7 separate regions of the Mus musculus genome follow, and all the other regions are linked to region 6. Evidence: chromatin contacts called from public ChIA-PET and HiChIP or PLAC-seq data. All regions are on one chromosome and are shown on one strand. The core of a region is the stretch at or near the end of the contact, and the rest is flanking DNA. Distances in the headings are between cores, read along the strand shown. Region 1 overlaps Dusp22 (dual specificity phosphatase 22). Region 2 has its middle 20 kb from the start of Uqcrfs1. Region 3 holds the start of Exoc2 (exocyst complex component 2). Region 4 holds the start of 4930519D14Rik (RIKEN cDNA 4930519D14 gene). Region 5 holds the start of Dusp22 (dual specificity phosphatase 22). Region 6 overlaps Exoc2 (exocyst complex component 2). Region 7 has its middle 31 kb from the start of Gm35109.

Region 1 (2,730 bases), core at 94-2,593, 130 kb after region 6:
TGAAGTGGCCACACATTTTACCGAGAAAATGCTCAAGTATTTCTGTCCAACCTATACTCTCTCTGGAGCACTGAATGGACCTGCATTTCTAACAAGCTTTGGAAAACAGCAGGAACATATCACCCAGAGCTCTCGGGTGTGCATATCCATCAGTTGTCCGAGTGTCTGCGCCATGAAGCTATTATGTAAGGTACTCTGACACCTCCCTTGCCCCACCCCACAACTGAACAGGAGATAATTCCTTTCCACTCTACCCAAGAAATGGCTATTTTTAACTTGTTTCTGAGGTGCCCAGAGGTTAATGGTTGTTACATCTTTTTGATGGATTACTCCTTCTGACATTACAGTAGCTGACTCTTTGCTTTGTACCCATCATGTGTTTGTCTAATAGACAACAGGGAACCACTGTTGGTCCCTCTTTCTTTTGGCTCAATTTGCTTTTGAATCTTTCCCCATTCTTTCATTTTTAACATTGCTGTATCATTTTGTGCGACAGTCCCAGATCCAATCTGATCTTTTATTTCTAGAAAACAGATCTCACTCCTTAGTAGTCCAGGTCAAACCCTTATTTCTAACTAGGAATAGGGCAGAGCTTCCAGGGGTCTCTAAGATGTGTATCTCCTCCCTCCCTTCTGTTTCTGCACTGATAACTACTGGAAAAGCAGTCTGACTGTGTCACTTGATTGGTACACAAATCTTGGGTGAGTCTCTAACTCCCACAAGACTCTAAAGCCTAACAAACAACTGGTCCTCCTTTCTGAGGCTGCCTTTCCAGTCTAGCCACTCTGATGCATTGCACTCTGTCTGCTGAGCCTTTCCAACAGGCCAGGACACACCCTGCACCGCATTACCATGTGTTGCTCTTTACTAGGAATCACATTCAACTGTCCTCACTGTCACCACCTAGCAAGCTCTTGTTATTTTTCAGGACCAAACAAAACTCTCACCCTTTGGTACAGTCTTCCTGGCTGTCACATTCTCCTGGGTGCCTTGGGGACCCTTCTACCTGATACACATTTGCAACTCTGCAACACTGGGATGATTTATGTGTCTGTATCAATGTAGAACCCCTTGATATTTCTTTGTATCATCCAGCAATCCAAGGTAGGCTAGGGAGCAGGAGCACTCCAGGGAAGTCTGATGAGGAGGGACAACTGAAAGCCTGGCTATGCTCCCAGGAGGCAAACATAGCATTCCTTCATTTTGGAGGTTTAAGAAACACATTTCCTCAGAATCACATGGTATCAGGGGCTCCAGCCTTCCTCTTGCCCCACGAAGCCTCATCACACTAGTACTCCATTTGCAGACAGGATGCTGGCAGAAGAGCAGCAGGCACATAAGAGCCAATCTCTTCTGCACTTGGCTGCTCCACACAAGCTGAGTCAAGAAAGAACAATTACTAGACAGTTTTCGATCCCTACAGTAATTATTTCTATTTGAGTCATATCTATTTAAGTCTGGGGTTGGCTTCAAACAAATTTGCTTTAACACACAAGAGGTACTGTAACCCCTGAGCAGAGTAGGTACCACTGATTTTGAGATGACATCTAGAAAATTTCCTAGAGAAGCGAGACCCAGCTAAGGTTGTAAGAAACAACCATCAATTAGAAACTAAGCCCAGGGCAAACAGTTGCTTGCTTCCCAAGACACTGGGATTCACCACCAGTGGGTAGTTTGGTGCTTGTGCAAGGCTGGTAAAAAACAAAATCAGCCAGTTTGGAGGAGACAGCAGGCATCTACAGAGGAATCACTGCCCAGTGCTTGAAGCTGCAGCACTAGGTGGATCTGTGAATCCTGAAAGAAGGGCATAAATGCATTCCTATGCCCAGTCAACCCAGTAGAAACAGACTGTTTGATGTTGAAAACAAAGCCTCTGTCGTTGTAGACATGTCCTGGGCTAGCTTCTGCCTTTGAAGATTAAGACAACATGAAGTGGAAGATATACTTTCTTTGTATCTGCTGACCACAGACCACAAAGGATGTTTGATGCCACGTATCACACAAGAATCCATGGCACACGGTGATAAATACACACACACACACACACACACACACACACACACACACACACGCACACAATTTTTTCAAGCTAAGCCTGAATATGCACATGCAATATACCCATTGTTATCACAGGCACTAAGGATATTGCTCACTAATCTCTCTTGGCCATCACTCAAAGAGATACTCTTGTTGCAGTGGTTTTCAACCTATGGTCAAGACTTCTTTGGGGGTCAAACAGCCCTTACACACGGGTTACCCATCAGATATTTACATTATGATTCATAACAGTAGCAAAATTACAGCTATGAAGAAGAAACCAAAATAATTTAATGATTGGGGGGTCACTACAATATGAGAAACTGTATTAAGAGTCATAGCATTAGGAAGGTTGAGAACCACTGTTCTTACTGGAACAAGACAATTAAAGATTAAAAGAACATAAGGAAAAAACTACTCCTTCATTCTTGGGGGTCTGTTATTATTCTTTCAGACTCTATTTATATATGTAATAGAAATATGATGATGATTTTACATTTTGTATAAGAGATCATATTATAAATATTTGCTTTGATTTGCTTCTGTTTCTTTTTTTATATTTTTTATTAGGTATTTTCCTCATTTACATTTCCAGTGCTATCCCAAAAGTCCCCCTATACCCTCCCCCCACTCCCCTACCTACCCACTCCCACTTTTTGGCCCTGGCGTTCCCCTGTACTGGGGCATATAAAG
Region 2 (2,700 bases), core at 142-2,641, 250 kb after region 6:
GTAGCAGCACAGCCCATGAATCCACAAGGCCTTTGATGGTAACTTGGGCCTCGAACATCAACACCAACCCTGACTGCAGCAGGGCCTTGGACCTAGGCATGGCCCTTGGTGGCAGCATGGACCCAAACATCAGCATGGCCTTGGGTGACAGTCCAGGCCACTCATATCTGTATGGCTCCAGGGACAGCACAACCCACGGATGTCAGCATGGCCTTAGACTACAGCACAGACCATGGGCATCTGCATGACCCTTGGTGGTAGCACGTGCCACAGACATCAACACATCCACTGGCAGGCACACTCTTCTGCCATGTGCCCATCTGTGGCCTGCACTGCCACCAGAGGCTGTGTTGATGTCGATGGTCTGGGCTGCCTTCAAGGGCCTTGTTCTACTTGTCTGGGCCCCTACTGCAGGAGGGGACCATGCTCGTAGTCAGTATGGTCTCCAGAAACAGTGTGAAGGCACATGGTCTGTGCTTGCACTGACGGCAAAGATCAAGGAGATTACTTTGGTTGTCGTATCAATAACTGCAGACACATAGTTGAGGGGGAGGAGTGTGGAAAACTTCAGTGACACCCCTTATCCCTCACAACCCCCTCTCTCCCCAAAAGTAACAGCCTAGACTAGAAGCCACTGAAGAGAACACCTCAAGAGTATGATAAGGATGCTGATGTAGCTCTCCACGATTGATGGCTTCTGGTGGAAGTGCGGCAGGGGAAGGACTCAGTTCTGTTTAAGGGCAGGTTAGGGAGAGTTTGGCCAAGCTCCAGTGAGTACATGCAGATAGCACACATTAGATGTTTTACTCTTTTTTTATCTTTAAAATATTTTTAGGGGAGAGGTCACAACTGGGAAGGCAAACACAGGGCTGGGGAGTGAATATGATTGGGGAGCATGGTGTGAAACTTCCAGAGAATTAATAAAAATTCTACTTTGAAAAAAAAAGACAAGACAAGACAAGAAAGAAAAAGAAAAGAAAAGAAGAGAAGAGAAAAGAAGAGAAAAGAAAAGGGCTGAGGCATGAGTTCCCCTGGGAGAAGGGAATTATTAAGAAACGACAACCATTTAGCTTCTGTGATAAAGAGATAAGCATTCTTAGTCACAGATCAGCACAGGGTCTTGAGAGGATAAAACACAGGGCAAAAAGGTCCTGGTGTATGACTTATTGGGAAGCCCAGGAGAGGCTCAGGGTAGGCACTCAGGGATATAGAAGGGGTCTCCAAAACAGTCACAGATGTGTGCTAGGGGGACACAGTGAGGAGATGGGGATTTCAGAGGCTTCTGGTTCCCATCGTCCCTCTGATGAAAATGTTCCTAGAAAGGAAGTGACTGACTCTGAGTCACACAGTGCTAGGACTAGAACCCAGCAGTCTGCCCTTTGCTTCAGAACCTCTGTCTCTGAATCACGTCTTAAGGCTGAGGGCACTAGTGGAGACCTCTTAGGCTGTAAGAACCAGCTCTCTACAACTAGTTCATTGGAAATTGTGGGCTACTGGAAAGTGACATTAGTATTGGCTACTGGGCAGGGGACATTGTCGAGAGTTACCAGAAACCCAAGATGGAAGAGTTACATAGCTCTTCAGACCACAGGAACATCTCACGGTGCATCTTTGGGCACACTGTGATTATTGGATGTAGGTTTTGTCCTGGAGTCCCAGTAACGTTCATAAGCTAGCTAGGCATGGATCTCAGCTCTGCCCCTGGCTACCCCGACAGTTTCTACACAATGGCTTTCTCTCCTTCGATTCATTTTCCTCTTTGAGATGGTACATTCTAGTAGTATGTGCTGTGATCTGGAGTTTGACTGCTCTTTCTTACTCCAACATTGCCAAACAGGAGCAGGGAGATTGGGAGCATATTTACCTCTTTGTGCTTCACTTTAATCAGCCATAAAATGAGGACAATTGTATTACCTATGTACAAAGCTGCTATGGTAGTGAACAAGTTTGCTTGCATAAGGAGCCTGCAAGAGGGTCTGGAACAATCTTCAATAAAGCACAGCTGTTACTTGTGTTCACTGATGGCCAGACATAGGGGTGACAACATGGTCTTAGATGACCGAGTTTTGTTGAGCAACGGATATATGTGCAAGTACTTTGAGACTTGGAACATGGAGGGCCAACCATTTAAATGCGATAACTTTAGAAACCAATCATAAAGAGGCCTGTTCTGCAGGTACTCAATACATTGTTATGGATTTGATGGCTGCTATTTTAACCAAAAGGATATTTCATTGCAAAAGGCCAGTTCATCCTTCAAACTGCATGTTTGAAGAGCTTTAGGCTTAGATACCGCTGGTTTCCCCGTCTTTTTACTGAGGGACATCCACCAGTTTGTCCAGCACAGGCTCTCTGTAGAACTGGAAATAGAGATATACTACACAAACATCATCCATATTGCCTCTCTCTGTAGTCTGGGGAACGAAATACAAAATAAATTCAAATTGGTTTCTACAGTAAGATTAAAGACTGGTCGATATTTGACTTTACTCTGTGTACAAGCTACCAAGCCAGCTTGCTACTGCTTTGTGGATAGAAACAAAGAGCATTGTTAGGTGTAGCACAGAAACAATCACTCAGCAGCAGGTTTGTTCCCCTTGTCCCACTTCCCACAGGTAAGCAGTATGCTCGGATTGATGCTGGGCATGCAAAAGAATGTAGAACACAGGGGGATTCACCAACCAGTCAAGTGTTCTTTGA
Region 3 (2,875 bases), core at 74-2,573, 160 kb before region 6:
CAGCCTTACCTGACAAATGGCATGTCACTGAGACCTGAAGGGTTTTGTTTCACAGTGAAAGGCTCCGTGACTGCCAGAGATTTCTTACAGTATTTCCTTAGGACCTCTGCTGCCAAGTCTCTTGCTCACGAATAAAGAGTGTTCCCTTGATCTTCAAAATGGATGGTCTGGAAACACTTTGACGTATCTTCTCACAAATAGGAGAGAAAAATGAAGCCATACAATATCTCTTAATTCATAGTGCCTGTACGACACCCTCTTCAGTGTATGTACTGAATGAAGCATAAGGTATGCTTCACAGAAAGATATCTGAAAAAAAAATAGCTTAGGCCAGTGGCTCTTAACCCCCCTGGGGGAATGATCTTCACGCAGGGGTTGTTTAAGACCATCGGAAAACAGATATTTACATTGCCTTCATAACAGTAGTAAAATTACAGCTATGAAGTAGCAACATAATAATTTTATGGTTGGGGGTCACCACGATATGGGGAACTGTATTAAAGGGTCTCAGCATTAGAAAGGTTAGGCTGTTATTGGTCTTAGATAATGGGCACCCCGTAGCTACTTCTCTCCACAGTCATGGCAACACAACCACAGGTAGACCCTATGCTTCTGCCATTATCCTCTGCTGAAGATCACTGTCCTTCGTTCCTGCTACAGAGGAAGCCACAGGGATATGTCTGCTTCAGTTCAGCTGGCCATCTCCAGAGTCCACAGGAGGGTACCTTCAAACCTTAGGGCTTATGGGCTGTAGATAGCAGTCGTTTCTATAATATGGGGGTCTTGTGAGTTTGCAAATCAATTTGCCACTCAGACCCTTGGGACCCCAAAGCTCTGACCTGTGAGAAATCTTAATAAGGCGGGCACTCCTGGCTAGATGCAGTCCTTTGACTGAGGTTTGCCTCTTGACCTGGTGCTGATCCCTGACCGCTGTGGACTCTTGGGCAACATCTACTGTGACTCTAACCGACTGTATCCTCTTTACCCCTCCCCTCTTTTTCCTCCCCGAATTCCACCCTTCCACTTTCTCCCTCTCCTCCTTTCTGCTTCCCTCCTTCTTTTCTCCCTTTCCCATCAATTCCTCTTCTCCTTTCCACCTCTCCACCCTTCTCTCCTCCTCCCTCCCCACTTTCCCTTTCTTCCCTCTCTGTCCACTTCCATGCCGTCGATATCCTCTAACTTCCCTTCTCCATAGTCTGGTCCTCCTTCTATTCCTTCCCCTCTGGGAAGAGGCGGTCCATCCAGCACTCGGTGCTCGGCTAGGCGGCGGATCGACGCGCTCGGCGCTCGCGGCGTGCGGAAGTGCGGCCCTAGTGCTGGCTGCGGCGGCCTGGAACCGGTTGGCTGGGACCTGACACCGCCTGCAAGCTGCAGGTGAGTGTCGCGTCCTGGGTGAGGACGCCCCGGGTCCGGAGTGGAATTCCGCGGTGGCACGGGACCGTCGGGGCTGGGCGACCTGGGGAGGCGCGGTGAGGGACCCGGGGCGCGGGGCTGAGTGTGGGAGCCGCGGGCCGAGCCTTCCCCACCCGCCTCCGCGCAGGCCGCCGGGCTGGACCCGGAGGAGCGGCTGGTGTGCAGGGTCTGCTTGGAATCTGTTTAAGTCCCCCGCGCTAACGTGGACGGGAAGCTTGAATGGTTTCCTTTACTACTCTGGGAGCAGCAAGTGCGGGTTCAGCCACACCTCCATTCGGCCATTTGAATGCCTTACACTAAAAACACTAATGGCAACTGGTTATCTCTCTACTAACTTTGTTTATAAAGCTTAGCTTGTGATGGCCCAGGCTTGGTAACAGATTCCCCCAATGGCAAGGAACTGAAAGTCAAAACAAGAATGATCTAAGTGTGAACAATTTGTGATTCGAAAGGTGACAGAAAGACGCTGATGTGTGCTTGCCTCTTACATGTTCTCTTTTGTTTGACACAGTAGACAGTATTTTTAAGCAGGGGAACCTCTGTTTGTTGGAAACAATTTTTGGAGTTATTAGAAAGTAGTCCTTTTTTTTTCTTTTTCAATTATTTAATTTACTGTACCAGACATTTTGAACTATTACCTTCCAAAAGGTGATACCTTGAAGATTACATTCAAAACATTTGTAAAGGCTGTATTCTAGTATGGGGCTTCTTCAACTTTTGCCACCAAAAATTTATAAAGAATTTCCATGGTTTTATATGTAAGTTTATAAAATAGGTAGACAATCTATGTATTCACTATCTGTAAATCACAAAGCTTTTTATTTTAGGACAATTTTTGTATACATCAAACTTACCATTTATTAAAGATGAAAGCATAGAGTTGGATAACTCGGTTCTTTTCACATACATAGTTAAGTCTTGGTTTAATATTTGTAACTACGGGACACTGAGCATCTTCAGGGCTTTCCAGAGCTGATTGATTATTTTAATTTTCTAATCATCGGTAGGAAGAGCAGTTCTACATACAAATACATAGTACACAGTGGTAGAAGGACAGTTAGAAACATTTTGGAGATTGTTGCAAATTTGTCCTTACTCCCAAGCCGAATCCATTGGTGATCTTTTAGAACTTCAAATCAGCAACGTAAAAACCAGTTTTTCAGATTAAAATTCGGACACAACACGATTTAAAGACCCAATCACTTGGTGATTACATGCTGAAGAATGCCAGTAGGGAAATGTGAATAGTCTTTGTTTTCTGTAATAAAACCATTTTTCTCCTTTAAGAACAGAACATTTTGTTTGTGTGTGTGTATATACGTATATACATATGCATAATATATACATATATACACATACATATATACATATATGAATACACACATATATGTATACACACATATATGTATGTGTGTATATATGTATATATTTGTTTGTATGTATGTATGTATATATGTAGTGT
Region 4 (2,700 bases), core at 93-2,592, 200 kb after region 6:
CTGCATATGAATCAGAAGATGGCCTAGTTGGCCATCAGTGGAAAGAGAGGCCCATTGGTTGTGCAAACTTTATATGCCTCAGTACAGGGGAACGCCAGGGCCAAGAAGTAGGAGTGGGTAGGTAGGGGAGTGGGTGGGGAAGCATGTGGGGGACTTTTGGGATAGCATTGGAAATGTAAATGAAATAAATACCCAATAAAAAGTGAAAAAAATAAATCTAAAAAAATAATAAAATAAAAATAAAAAAACATAATCACAGGTCCTATAAAAATAAATGAAATAATTCTTAATTTTAAAATATGTGAATAAATGCCGTGACTAGACACTTTAAAAAAAAAAGGAAAAATGGCTATTATAATCAATTCAGTAAAAATTCCAAGAGTTATACATATGTAGGGAAGGAATTAGGAATTATAAGGTAATCTTACAAAATTGTTAGAACTGTTCTTTCACGAAGTAATGTTGGATACAAGTTGGTAAACCATCGAATCACCCATCACAAGGACAGTGTGCAGTGTGCCATCTGAAGTCCTCCTGTTAGAAACAAGGATGGAATATGGATGGGAACATCAATACTCGGCAGCATGTTTGCAGTGGTAACCACGGTAGGTGTTTATCAAGCTCTGTGGACAAAAGAAAGAGTATTTGTATTTTGTTCTATGATAAACCTCCAGTTCAGGGCTGTATTGTACGACAAAAGTTGTCCCAAGGAGATGCAACACACAAGTCTGCTCACCCCAGAGAGGAAACTCATGACAAACCAAAAACAAATACCAACCAAGTCCAACTTGGTGAACCAGTGAGTTTTGTTGGGGGTTATTCACAGAAATAAGGTTGAAGGAGTTAATTACAGGAGCAGAAAAAAAAACACAAATACAAACTGCATCACCAAATCCCACAGTAGCATAGATAACCCTGGGAACCTGGATCACACAGCACACCCTGTCTGCAGGGAGCTCAGTAAGTTGGGTTGTAGCTCTGGACTTGAATCTCTTCCAGACAACTGGTCTGGTCTCAGAGTCTTCTCTGCAGCTTGTCCTGTCTGAGAGTTACTCTCAGCTTTTTATTATGCTGACACAGACTAGTGAATCTGGTCAGTTTCAGGGCTGAAGCTATTTTTGAGTTGCTTACCTCCCTGTTTAAAAAGGCTCCCTGAATGATGGAATGTTTCAATATCAGAAGAAACTGTTACCCAAGAGGGTGAAACTTTGAAGCTAGAAGCTTAAAAGTAATGCAAAGGCCACATAAGCCGATAACCCTCTAGAAGCTTCTAGAAGCACCGAAGTGCCACAGAGGCATACGATTTCCTACCTTTAACAGTTATGCCTGAAGCCTGGGTGACCTGTAGTCCAACGATAATGGGAATGGGGATGAGTTAACTCAGGGTCAAAGGAAATTACCAAAAAAGAAAAACATAGAAGTGGTATATCTGGGAAGGCAGGCCTCCGTTGCCTTGGACTCTGTGAGAGTGGTTGCCATGGCACCAGCAGTCAACAGGCTTCTTGTGACCCCTCAGAGCCAGTAGGTCTCAAATGAACTTGGCTCTTGGATATGAGCACATGCTTGAAATGAGGGGAGGGTGAGAAGGCAGACCTGAGAGGGCGTGTCTATGCCATAGGGAGAAAAAAACACTCAAAGAGAAGCCTGCTCCAGACTCAGAAAAGCCAGACCATTGCACTTTCTGTCCACATGGCTTCCAAGGCAGAAACCAAGCTTCCATATGCCTATGACAGTTCTTTCCAGAAAATCCTTCAGTTTCCTCAGAAACCCAGATTCCCAGGACCTGGTATAGATGCACCAACAGGGCAAAGATCTGGCTTGGTGAGGTTGTGCTTGTGGTTATCCTTTCAATGCCTTGGTTGTCCACCTGGCTTAATAGACTCTGATCATCTCTTATCATATGAAATGTATAAATAATTTGACCTCTCGCTCTCTGTTCTCCCCAGTGAGAAGTTTCTTTTTGTAAAGTGACTAACCATACTTCTTCACACTTGTCTCTGTGTGGGTGGGCACCCTGTCCTGGTCCTGGTCAGTTTAAACAAGGTAAGTTTCTTTTCTGCCCTTTGATGTCAGGAAGGAAAAAAAAAAACTGAGAAACCAAGAGACAGAGAGAGAGACAGAGAAAGAACATGCCTGAGAGAGACAGAAAGAGAAAGAGGCATAAATGGAAACAACTACTGAGGGGAGGGGGTGAGAGTGAGAGAGACACTGAGAGAGAAGAGAGAGAGCACTCGGAGGGAAAGCAACTCGTTCTAGGAAAGTGTCCAAACTCTTCTTCCTTCCTTTTAACTTTTGTTTATGAAAGGGAAGATCTTGGTGCTCACTCATCCCAGGTTTCTAAGGTGAGAACTGTTGCTTTTGGGCCTATCTGGGTTCACTGTGGACATGGGTAGGCCACACAGAAAGGAAGGGGGAGGCACTTTTGAAGAAAGATATGAGTCCCTGGCTAAGGAATGGAAGACAACTTACTGACAGTGGGAAACTCGGAAGAATGTGTTCCCAAGTGTCCGTGTGTCAGAAAAACGCAGCTCCAGCTCCCAAGCTGATCCGAGAATGCTCTCCACATTTCTGCTTCTATCCAGGCACCATCCATGGTATAGGATCCAGTGTCACAGAAACAGAAGGGGCGAGGGAAAGGGTCAGCAGTGCTTTGGACCAAAAAACAAATTCTAGGTGCTTGGGCAGAACAAGGGATAGCCT
Region 5 (2,700 bases), core at 165-2,664, 150 kb after region 6:
AAACTGTGTCTGTACAAGCTGGTTATGATAATAAAATAGTCAAGGAATCTACTATAAGAAGTAAATAGCACAATGTGGATATGAATACTGCCACCTTCGCTGAGAAGTATGAAAAGAATATCCCTTAGGCAATCAATCACTTGTATACCTAAACCCATTCTTTCAATTAGAATATAAAATACTAGAAACCAAATGCAGAAAGGGACAGTAAACAGTGGCGCCAACTAGAAATGTCAAGGGAAAGCAAGCAGAGTCTGTCAGCCCCAGGCGGACATCTTCAACCGGTCTAATTTTAAAAGCAGAAAGCTCAGAGCGATGACTGATCCCTGTGCTAATGGGAACATAATACAAGCATATATTCATGAGAGGGAGTTTGTTTCAAATTTGATCACTGGCGAAAATAATAATAATAATAATAATAATATAATAATAATAATAAAATAATAAAATCCTAGTCACCAACACACAAAAGTCACAACGCACAAAAACATGGAGACTGTGCAAGGAGCATGCAGGCTTCCATCAAAGACATGTTCGTTCCCTCCTCGGTCTTGGATCTCTGCCTCAATAATCATTCCCATGGAAGTAACTAAACCACTGCAGAGCCCCTCGCCACAAAGCAGAGACAAATGTGAAAGGGTGAAGAAAGAAGGGGAGAAAGCGAGCCACACCGTTAGAACCTATAAACATGATGGATAAAGTAAGTGGAGACAAGATGGGGGGTAACACCAGAAGCTAACCAAACCCAGGACCATTTAAAATACTTGTAGAAGTACTTGTCTTAGTCCTGGGCATCCAGAGCCTTAGTAAGATTTCTCTTTGAACCAGCAAGTTCCTTAACCTTGAGACTGACACAAATAGAACCCGGAGGACTGTCACCGCCAGATCATCCTCAATCTAGGGGGTAGGGGTGAGAAAACCGGCCCAGAAGGTTTGGGCCACCACAGGGGCAAAGAAAGAGTTTCTAGAAGGCCTTGCGGCCACAACAGCCAGCCAACAGGTTGCCCTAAGGAAGCCCCACAACCCAGGGTCAACCAGCTCCAGACACCGAAAGCCATGTCAGTTCTAGGGTTTCCGTGAACTTCCCCCACCAGAGTGGCTTATCTGTGCACGCGCACACAAATCTGGGGAAAAGAGGAAATTACAGAAGCCGCCCATCTGGCCCGGTTCACCAATGCTGTGGGTGGCAGACGTCAAGGGGCCCGGTCTCAGGGGAGGGAGACAGACCAGCTCCAGCATGGGTCCCCCGCTCTCAAAGGGGCACGCTGTGCGGGTCAGGGCTGCGGAGGCTGCAGAAAAGAGGGTGCGGCCGGGACCGGACGTTACCTGGCTCATCCCACTCCCCATGGCCGCGCCGGGCTCGCCGCTCCGCGCTCGCGGGAGGAGACCGGGCGCGCAGCCGGGCGGGCAGGCGGGCGGGGCAGCGGGAGGCGGCGCCAGGGCGGCGCTCGCTGCGCGCTCCACCCGGGACGCGGCATTACTGTCCGGCCGTGCGGACGTCGGGGACAGCGGCCCTCGCCCCCGCGGCCGGACGCCCAGCGCGCACGCGCTCGTGCTCGCGCATGAGCCCCAGCCTACAACCCTGCAGTTTGCGCACGCGCGCCGGGTGGGGGGTGGGGTGGACGGAGGCAGGCGCAGCGGTAGGGGGGTCCCCAAGTCCCTAAAGGCGGTTTCCCCTGGGGCTCCCTGGTGCCAGTTACGGGCAGTGTCTCAGGCCTTGACTCCCCTGTTAGAGGGGCTCCCCTGTCTGGGTTTTCTGAGCCAACAAGGCGGGGGATTCCTGTGGGCCCTGCCCCACCCAACTCAGACCGAGAAGGAGCATGCTCTGGGAAAGGTGGGCTAGGTGACTCACCTCTGCAGAGACGTGACCCTGGTCGAGGAGAGGAACCCAACTGTCTCTAAATGGTCTTTTTCAGGGCAGTGTGTTGCAATGACTACCCCCAGAAAGCCCCCACGTACCTGCACTGCGGTTTTGTCTAGCGTGTGCATGCATTCTAGCATGTGGGCCATCTATCATCCTTGGTAATTTTTTTTTCCCCGAGACATCTGTGTAGCCCTGGCCCTGGCTGTCCTGGAACTCACTTTGTAGACCAGGCTGGCCTCGAACTCAGAAATCCACCTGCCTCTGCCTCCCGAGTGCTGGGATTAAAGGTGTGCACCTGGGATTAAAGGTGTGCACCACCGTGCCTGGCTTATCCTTGGTAAAATTTTAATTTCCTTTATAGGCACTAAGACCTGGGGGTTTGAACATCCCTTTCACTTGGGTAACCCAAGACCCTCAGAAAACACAGATACTTAACATTACTATTTAAAACAGTAGCAAAATTACAGTTATGAAAATAATTACAGTTATGAAAATAATTTTATGGTTGGGGGTCACCAAGTTATGAGTAGCCATATTAAAGAGTCACAGCATTAGGAAGATTGAGAACCACTGAACTAAAGGTTTCTCATTTCCATTTTGTATTCTTGACAACGCCCTACACCCAGTAGATGCCAGTACTTGTTGAATGAAGATAATGCCATGTTTCAAGCCCAATTCTGCTGGCCTTAGATCACCCTCCCCCTTCCTGGAATCAGCCCCAGGGGCTGCTCTGTTTTTTCTTAGACATCCTAGGCTTGATCTTACACAGGGTCCTGTGTTACTGACATCTCAACGCCCAATTCTTTGCATAGCTTTTTTGAGGTCTTAGTACAAAG
Region 6 (2,853 bases), core at 284-2,783:
AGCATGGTGGTGCAGAAAGATGCCCATGGATATTTAATTTCAATCTATTTAAACTACCATAGTTTAAACATCCAAATAAACAGTTTTTGTTATTGCTAGCTTTGGTCCTGAAAGGCTGTGTAGCATACTCTTCAAAATGCTGTGAGTCTGGGGATTTCTCCATCATGGTCCAGAGCGGCCCATGGTGTGTGTGTGTGCCCTTCTCAGTGCCCCTCTTCTAGGCCTACTGTTGGCAGTTTCCAGCCCAGGTGAGACATTTGAGAAGAGATTTGAAGTCACAGTTTTTAGAGCTTTGTCCTAAACTTTAAAATAACCATTTCATACAAGTGGTTCTAAGCTCCCCACCCTGTTTCTGTAAAGAAAAATATACAGTCTACACATAAAAATGTTAATATTTGGATAAATTTGTGATCCACAAGTCCTCGTATGAACTCTGAATTTCATAGTCTGACTTTCATTTCTCCCAGTGCTAAACACTGAAGCTTGTGGTTCTCACTCAGCCTTAAGCTGATGGATCACTGCAGTGGTGTGGGGAGGGTTCACAAGGACCTGTATGTGGAGGCCCTGTCACACCCACAAGGCCTGGGGAAGGCTTGTGGTCTTCAATGCAGCCTAAAGATGAAGCCAGGCTCCTCGGCAAGGCAGCACTCCCTCCCCCTCTGCCACTTCCCACGCGGTGAAATGTCTTGCTCCATAGCTGGAAAGAGGCTGCTCTGGCATGGGCTGTGTTTTGTAAAGATTTGAGGTGCCCCAAGTGACCAGGCACTGAGCTGTGACTCAGTGGTGAGTGGCTTGCGCAGTAGAGTCAGGTCATTGTGACCTGCAGGCAGCTTTCACCTCACTCCATCCTTCCGTCAGCCTCTGTTGCACTTCACTCTTCAGACTGATCTGTGGATAATGTAGGCTCCTCTTCTAGAGTTGACAAAACTAATTCCAGAGCACAGCATATGTACCCTGTGGATTATTTAAGGTAAATGAGTGTATGTTTATTTATCACAGTGACTGGAAGTAGAAATTGTAATCCTTTGTTGCAAAATAAGTATGTACCGCATTGTCTCCTCCCTGTGTGCTGTTATTATATCTGACATAAACAAACTAAATTCCAAAGCAGAAGTACAGAACCATTTGTTATTTTAAACACCTAATAAATACAGTGCACAAAGCCAGTAGTTGTCCTTCTCTGTAAGACCCCTATCTTTATTTCACCATTTTTATTAGCTCTGTAATTGCTTATATTCCTGATTTTAAAATCCACAATAAATAGTGGAGTTCTCTCTTTTATGTTGTGTTTGTGTCTTCATTGTTAAACACCATGTATCAAGTGTCTTGTTAGTTTCAGTAGGAGTGTGCCATGGACACTACTTCATTGCAGACAGTGCTAGGGCACCAAATAGGCAGGCCAACAGAGAGATGAGTTGCTTCTGAGACGTTAAGGCTGGGAGGCACCTAGAGACCCATGCTTGCACTCACAACCCTGGTTTCCCTTTAAGGCTGGGAGGCGCCTAGAGACCCTTGCTTGCACTCACAACCCTGGTTTCCTGGCGCTGAACTTCACCACAACCCACTTCTTCCTCCCAGGTCAACACAGTTTCTGTCATCCTTCCCCTGGGGCCACAACTCAGGGAGAGCACATGAGCACGAGGGTTGATGAACTCCAGCATCACAGGACATGGAAACACTTAGGGTGGAGAGAATGGAGGGCGGTGCCATAAAATCCCAGATCAAAATGAGGGGTTTCAGAGACAACTTCCAACAAGTCATGGGGGGCTTCTTGGAGGAAGGGGCTTTCGAAAGCTTGAGTTAGAGGTGAGTGGTAAGATTGGTGGTAAAGTAGAGACAGAGCAAGACCGTGAGTCAGAAGGAAGTTGAGAGCCAGAGCAGATCTGACACAGGACACAGAGGACGTGAGGAAGAATAGAAGTGCTCCAGGGCTTCCTTCCTAGGGCAACTTCTGGCTCTAGCAAGGCCATGCCTGTGTGGCTCAGTCAGCATGGCTTCATGAAAGTTAACACATTAGTCTCACCTTTAGAACTAAAGGACTACTAGAAATAATTTGCTTTTTTTTTTCTAAGACTTTCTGTATCAATGTACCATGAAACTGCCATGTTCTAGAAATGAATGGGCATTGCAGGTTGCAAAACAAGCCCCACTGGCACAGACAGCTGCAGCTCCCCGACTCCCATCTCTGTAGGCATTGCATGCAGTTCTTAAAGACAATGCATGGACCGTGTGACATTACACTTGTGCTGTGAGTGCTAGGTAGAGGTGTGGACTTCTATTTTGAATGTGTGCTGTAGAGTACTTTACTATTATGTTAAGAGTTCTATAATTTACTTCAATTAAACTGCTTTAAAATAAAGATTAGGAGAGTATGGGTTTTTAGCTCTGTCCTTTTGATTTTCTCTTTCCTTGGTGTCTGTTATATTGCCTCCTTCTACATCTCTGGTTTTGTTCATTTGGTTAGGAGTTTGTCAGTCTTGTTTATCTTGTCAAAGAACAAAATCTTTATTTCATTAACTATTTGTGTTGATATTTATTTTTTTTATTTCATTAATTTGAGCCCTGATTTTTTGATACCTCTTCCCTAATATTATTTTATATGTAGTGTTTGTTCTTGTTTTCCCTGGGCTTTCAAGTTCATCATTAGACTATTTGAACTCTTCTCTCTGTCTCTGTCTCTGTCTCTCTCTGTCTCTGTCTCTCTCTCTCTCTCTATCTCTCTCTCTCTCTCTCTCACTCTCTATTTCTCTCTGTCTGTTTGTTTTAATGTAGGCATTTAGTGCTCTAAACCTTCCTCTGGCCATCATTGTGGCTCATAGATTTTGGTATATTGTATTTTTATTTTCATTCAAT
Region 7 (2,712 bases), core at 70-2,569, 230 kb after region 6:
GGGATGTGACACCCTCTTCTGGCCTCTGTAGGTACCAGGGAGCACACATGGTACACAGATATGCATATAGGCTAAAATCCACATAATTAAGCAATAATTTTTTAAATTATAATATTCAAAATAAAAAGAAGGAAGGAAGTTAGTGGAGCTGATGGGGGAGGGGAGGGTGGAGTTTGCACAGGATGGTGGCATAGACCCAGAGATGGGTAGGAGGAAAGAGAAAGGACACATATAAGGTACCCTCTCATTGATCCTGGGGCAAAGCAGGGAGCACTCATGCCCTAAACTCTATGGGAAAACATCTCAAATTTCAGGTAAAGGTTTTGGGCTATGGGATTCACACAAAATGACATGTGTAGACCCGGAGGGAGAAGAGTGACACCAGGGAGTCTATTATGGAAGTCACAGTGCCTGGGAGAGCCTCGCCTTCTGGGAGATCCACAGATACCTGAGAGAAATCAGACCTCCCCAGGAGTGAAGAATAAAAGACAAGACAATTAATTCAGTTTCATGGGATTTCAGCCAGAGCTTGGCTCTTCCTATACATTAAGAAAGAAATGCTTTGCTATGTGCAATTACTACCCAAAGTCCTGAGACATAGATCTATTCCCTTCCCCCACCAACAGAAGTCAGTTAAAAACAGGGGCTCTCAGGGAGTAACTGATACTTTCATAATTTATGGCTTGGTTTCCTGGTATGTACTTATGTACTATCCTCCTCTCTCTCTCTCTCTCTCTCTCTCTCTCTCTCTCTCTCTCTCTCTCTCTCTCTCTCACTATTATCAACTTGGTGATTTCCTCTCCACAGAGAGAGGCACCCTTGTGGGTTTTTCCTGTGATCTCCTAAGTTTCTCCCTAGTGGTCCAGGACTTCACCAATGGAAAAGTCACAGACACACCCTTGCCCCCATTAGGCCTGAGCACTCACATCTCTAGATTCCTTCCTTCTTACATCTGGAACATCACTGACCTTTCTGCTGAAGCGTGGTCCCTGTCCTCAACACAGGCCCAAACCTGAAGTAGTCTGAGAAGTAGCTGCTGATTCAGGGTTCAAACTGGGACACACAGAACAGAGCTAGAGCTAGTCAAGGCTCTATTCTCAAAATGCAAAGGAAAACACCACTCTTCAGTCCAGGACAAGGACGGAATTAATGGCTGGCAGAAAAGAAGGAGTTTTCTGAGCATCTCCATAGAGCCTGCTGATATGGACCTGTGAAGTGCCTTCCACAGCTGCAACAGAGCGAAGGCTCCCCAGAGAAGAGAAGCCTTTATGTGGAGGCTCCGGTCATTCTTCAGAACACAGCTCTTCCCTTTTCTTCCTTCTGGGGGAACTCCTAGCCCACACCCTGGCTACTTTGAAATAGAACAGGTAACCAGAGCCTGCACAAGCTTGGGGGACACTGGGGAAGTGGGAAGGACAGTCCCTCTGCACAGGAGACACTCAGTGAGTGACAATCAGCAGTTTCCCACTGTCCAGATGGTGACATTTAACTAGCCAAAGACTGGTACAAAGTCCCAGGCACATGAATCCCTGTTGGAACTTGGCTTTCCCTTGAAGGCGTCACTTACTTTTCTGATGACCAATTTAGCAACTGTCTGTCACTCTTTTGGCATGCTTGTACTTTTAAGGAATGTTGGGTGCCAGAGATGAAGACTCAAACAGGTAAAGAAACGTCCTTGCCTGGCCCCCATCCCCAGTACAGAGGATCAAATCCATGGCCTCTTATATTTGGGTAACCCATCTACCATCGAGCACCTCCCCAACCCTTTGACCCTTCATTATGAAAGAAGAAGAATAAAGAGGTAGTTTTTTTTACATAAAGGGAAACACGTCTGAGACTGGAAGGGATCTAGTGAGCTGATACCCTCCTACTTCTGCCTCCTGCATGATAGGATCATAGCCATGGCCACCACCCTCAGAGTTACCTTCACTAGTGCCTATAAAACAGGAAGCATGCTATGCAGCTCCCTCTGGGGGTGCCCTGAGGAACACAGTATGACCATGAAAAGCACCCAGGAGCTGTAAACCAGGCATGAAGCAAGTTCATCTTCCCAGGATGGGTGCTCCACCCACAGGGCCTGTCTGCAACATGGCTTGAAAATGCAACTCCAGCTTCCCTTTTCTGGAAACTGTCTCCCACTCTGTGGCTTCTCCTGCCCACTACATGCACTATGTGGCTAGATAGTTTTTTGTCTGCTGCCGTGTCCACCAAGCAAGCATCGGTTCATTACACTCCCTTGCGAGATCAATAAGTTCATCTTCCGCTGTAGTGATACAGTACTGTCATTTATGGGTGGCTGAGGGCTGCTTGCCCGAAGCTCCTTTTTCACTTCATGATAAATTATTCCAGATGCTTTTTTTAACCTGAGAGCTTCCGGGGCACCTCAAGAAGTAAAATGCAGAGCTCTGTTTCTGTTGCTTCAAACACAGGCAGTTGAAAACATGGGCTTATTGAGAAGACCCAGTTAGCTCCTCCTCCCCCTGAGTGGCAAGCACAGTGCTTTGTTCTGTGTTCCGCCCCAGAACAGTGGCTGGCAGCACTCAGTAAGTACTGTTTACCAGGGTTTTGTGTGGATGCTGGGAATTGAACCCAGAACCTCATACATGCTAGGAGAGTGCATTATCAGTGAGCTTCACCTCACCTCCCATTGTCAGAACCAAGAAGACTCAGGAAGGCTCTGTTTGCCTCAGAGGTGTTCGTAAGAACTCAGAG

What was found. ChIA-PET counts read pairs in DNA pulled down with a chosen protein or histone mark. HiChIP or PLAC-seq counts read pairs in DNA pulled down with a chosen protein or histone mark.
Region 1: a contact with region 6 is called in an RNA polymerase II ChIA-PET map of memory CD8 T cells, with 368 read pairs. The contact joins two enhancer-like sites. A contact is called at or near these places in 1 of 484 Hi-C or Micro-C datasets (nephron progenitors) and 2 of 115 datasets of contacts at active chromatin or transcription factors (effector CD8 T cells and memory CD8 T cells).
Region 2: a BATF HiChIP or PLAC-seq map of CD8 T cells shows a contact between it and region 6, with 9 read pairs. The contact joins two enhancer-like sites. A contact is called at or near these places in 3 of 15 datasets of contacts at CTCF or cohesin (CD8 T cells, large pre-B cells and pro-B cells), 2 of 484 Hi-C or Micro-C datasets (bone marrow-derived macrophages and nephron progenitors) and 4 of 115 datasets of contacts at active chromatin or transcription factors (CD8 T cells, T-cell acute lymphoblastic leukemia, effector CD8 T cells and 1 more).
Region 3: a contact with region 6 is called in an RNA polymerase II ChIA-PET map of memory CD8 T cells, with 307 read pairs. The contact joins the promoter of Exoc2 here to the enhancer-like site in region 6. A contact is called at or near these places in 1 of 484 Hi-C or Micro-C datasets (CD8 T cells), 5 of 115 datasets of contacts at active chromatin or transcription factors (the 230-238 cell line, CD8 T cells, the SCID.adh cell line and 2 more) and 2 of 9 other capture datasets (liver and pancreatic islet).
Region 4: a BATF HiChIP or PLAC-seq map of CD8 T cells shows a contact between it and region 6, with 15 read pairs. The contact joins the promoter of 4930519D14Rik here to the enhancer-like site in region 6. A contact is called at or near these places in 2 of 484 Hi-C or Micro-C datasets (bone marrow-derived macrophages and muscle stem cells) and 1 of 115 datasets of contacts at active chromatin or transcription factors (CD8 T cells).
Region 5: a BATF HiChIP or PLAC-seq map of CD8 T cells shows a contact between it and region 6, with 9 read pairs. The contact joins the promoter of Dusp22 here to the enhancer-like site in region 6. A contact is called at or near these places in 1 of 39 promoter capture datasets (macrophages), 2 of 484 Hi-C or Micro-C datasets (Th1 cells and macrophages), 3 of 115 datasets of contacts at active chromatin or transcription factors (CD8 T cells, bone marrow-derived macrophages and large pre-B cells) and 3 of 9 other capture datasets (adipose tissue, liver and macrophages).
Region 7: a BATF HiChIP or PLAC-seq map of CD8 T cells shows a contact between it and region 6, with 7 read pairs. The contact joins two enhancer-like sites. A contact is called at or near these places in 2 of 15 datasets of contacts at CTCF or cohesin (CD8 T cells and large pre-B cells), 2 of 484 Hi-C or Micro-C datasets (bone marrow-derived macrophages and nephron progenitors) and 5 of 115 datasets of contacts at active chromatin or transcription factors (CD8 T cells, T-cell acute lymphoblastic leukemia, effector CD8 T cells and 2 more).

What each region holds. Positions count from the first base shown.
Region 1 is chr13:30,681,249-30,683,978 of GRCm38.p6, reverse strand. All of the region lies in intron 3 of Dusp22 (dual specificity phosphatase 22), which reads right to left. Among named protein-coding and RNA genes, the nearest start is that of Dusp22, 23 kb to the right of the region's middle. Within about 2 kb of position 1,343, at least 32 of the 459 cell types and tissues checked have an H3K27ac peak or open chromatin away from gene starts, as enhancers often do. A contact at or near this core is called in effector CD8 T cells and memory CD8 T cells, where this site is marked.
Region 2 is chr13:30,563,817-30,566,516 of GRCm38.p6, reverse strand. No RefSeq gene overlaps it. Among named protein-coding and RNA genes, the nearest start is that of Uqcrfs1, 20 kb to the right of the region's middle. Within about 2 kb of position 1,391, at least 14 of the 459 cell types and tissues checked have an H3K27ac peak or open chromatin away from gene starts, as enhancers often do. A contact at or near this core is called in CD8 T cells, where this site is marked.
Region 3 is chr13:30,972,495-30,975,369 of GRCm38.p6, reverse strand. Exoc2 (exocyst complex component 2) reads left to right here and starts at 1,323. Exons shown (of 28, transcript NM_025588.2): 1 at 1,323-1,374.
Region 4 is chr13:30,613,685-30,616,384 of GRCm38.p6, reverse strand. 4930519D14Rik (RIKEN cDNA 4930519D14 gene) reads right to left here and starts at 1,342. Exons shown (of 4, transcript NR_045975.1): 1 at 1,312-1,342; 2 at 429-623. Gm35109 (a long non-coding RNA gene) reads left to right here and starts at 1,510. Exons shown (of 4, transcript XR_001780836.2): 1 at 1,510-1,821; 2 at 1,947-2,043.
Region 5 is chr13:30,658,773-30,661,472 of GRCm38.p6, reverse strand. It overlaps Dusp22 (dual specificity phosphatase 22), which reads right to left and starts at 1,414. Exons shown (of 7, transcript NM_001037955.4): 1 at 1,327-1,414. The coding sequence starts at 1,347. Gm35158 (a long non-coding RNA gene) reads left to right here and starts at 1,430. Exons shown (of 3, transcript XR_382157.3): 1 at 1,430-2,022.
Region 6 is chr13:30,812,346-30,815,198 of GRCm38.p6, reverse strand. Exoc2 (exocyst complex component 2) reads left to right here. Exons shown (of 28, transcript NM_025588.2): 28 at 1-1,281. Among named protein-coding and RNA genes, the nearest start is that of Irf4, 65 kb to the right of the region's middle. Within about 2 kb of position 1,533, at least 51 of the 459 cell types and tissues checked have an H3K27ac peak or open chromatin away from gene starts, as enhancers often do. A contact at or near this core is called in the 230-238 cell line, CD8 T cells, Th1 cells and 2 more, where this site is marked.
Region 7 is chr13:30,582,043-30,584,754 of GRCm38.p6, reverse strand. No RefSeq gene overlaps it. Among named protein-coding and RNA genes, the nearest start is that of Gm35109, 31 kb to the left of the region's middle. Within about 2 kb of position 1,319, at least 27 of the 459 cell types and tissues checked have an H3K27ac peak or open chromatin away from gene starts, as enhancers often do. A contact at or near this core is called in CD8 T cells, where this site is marked.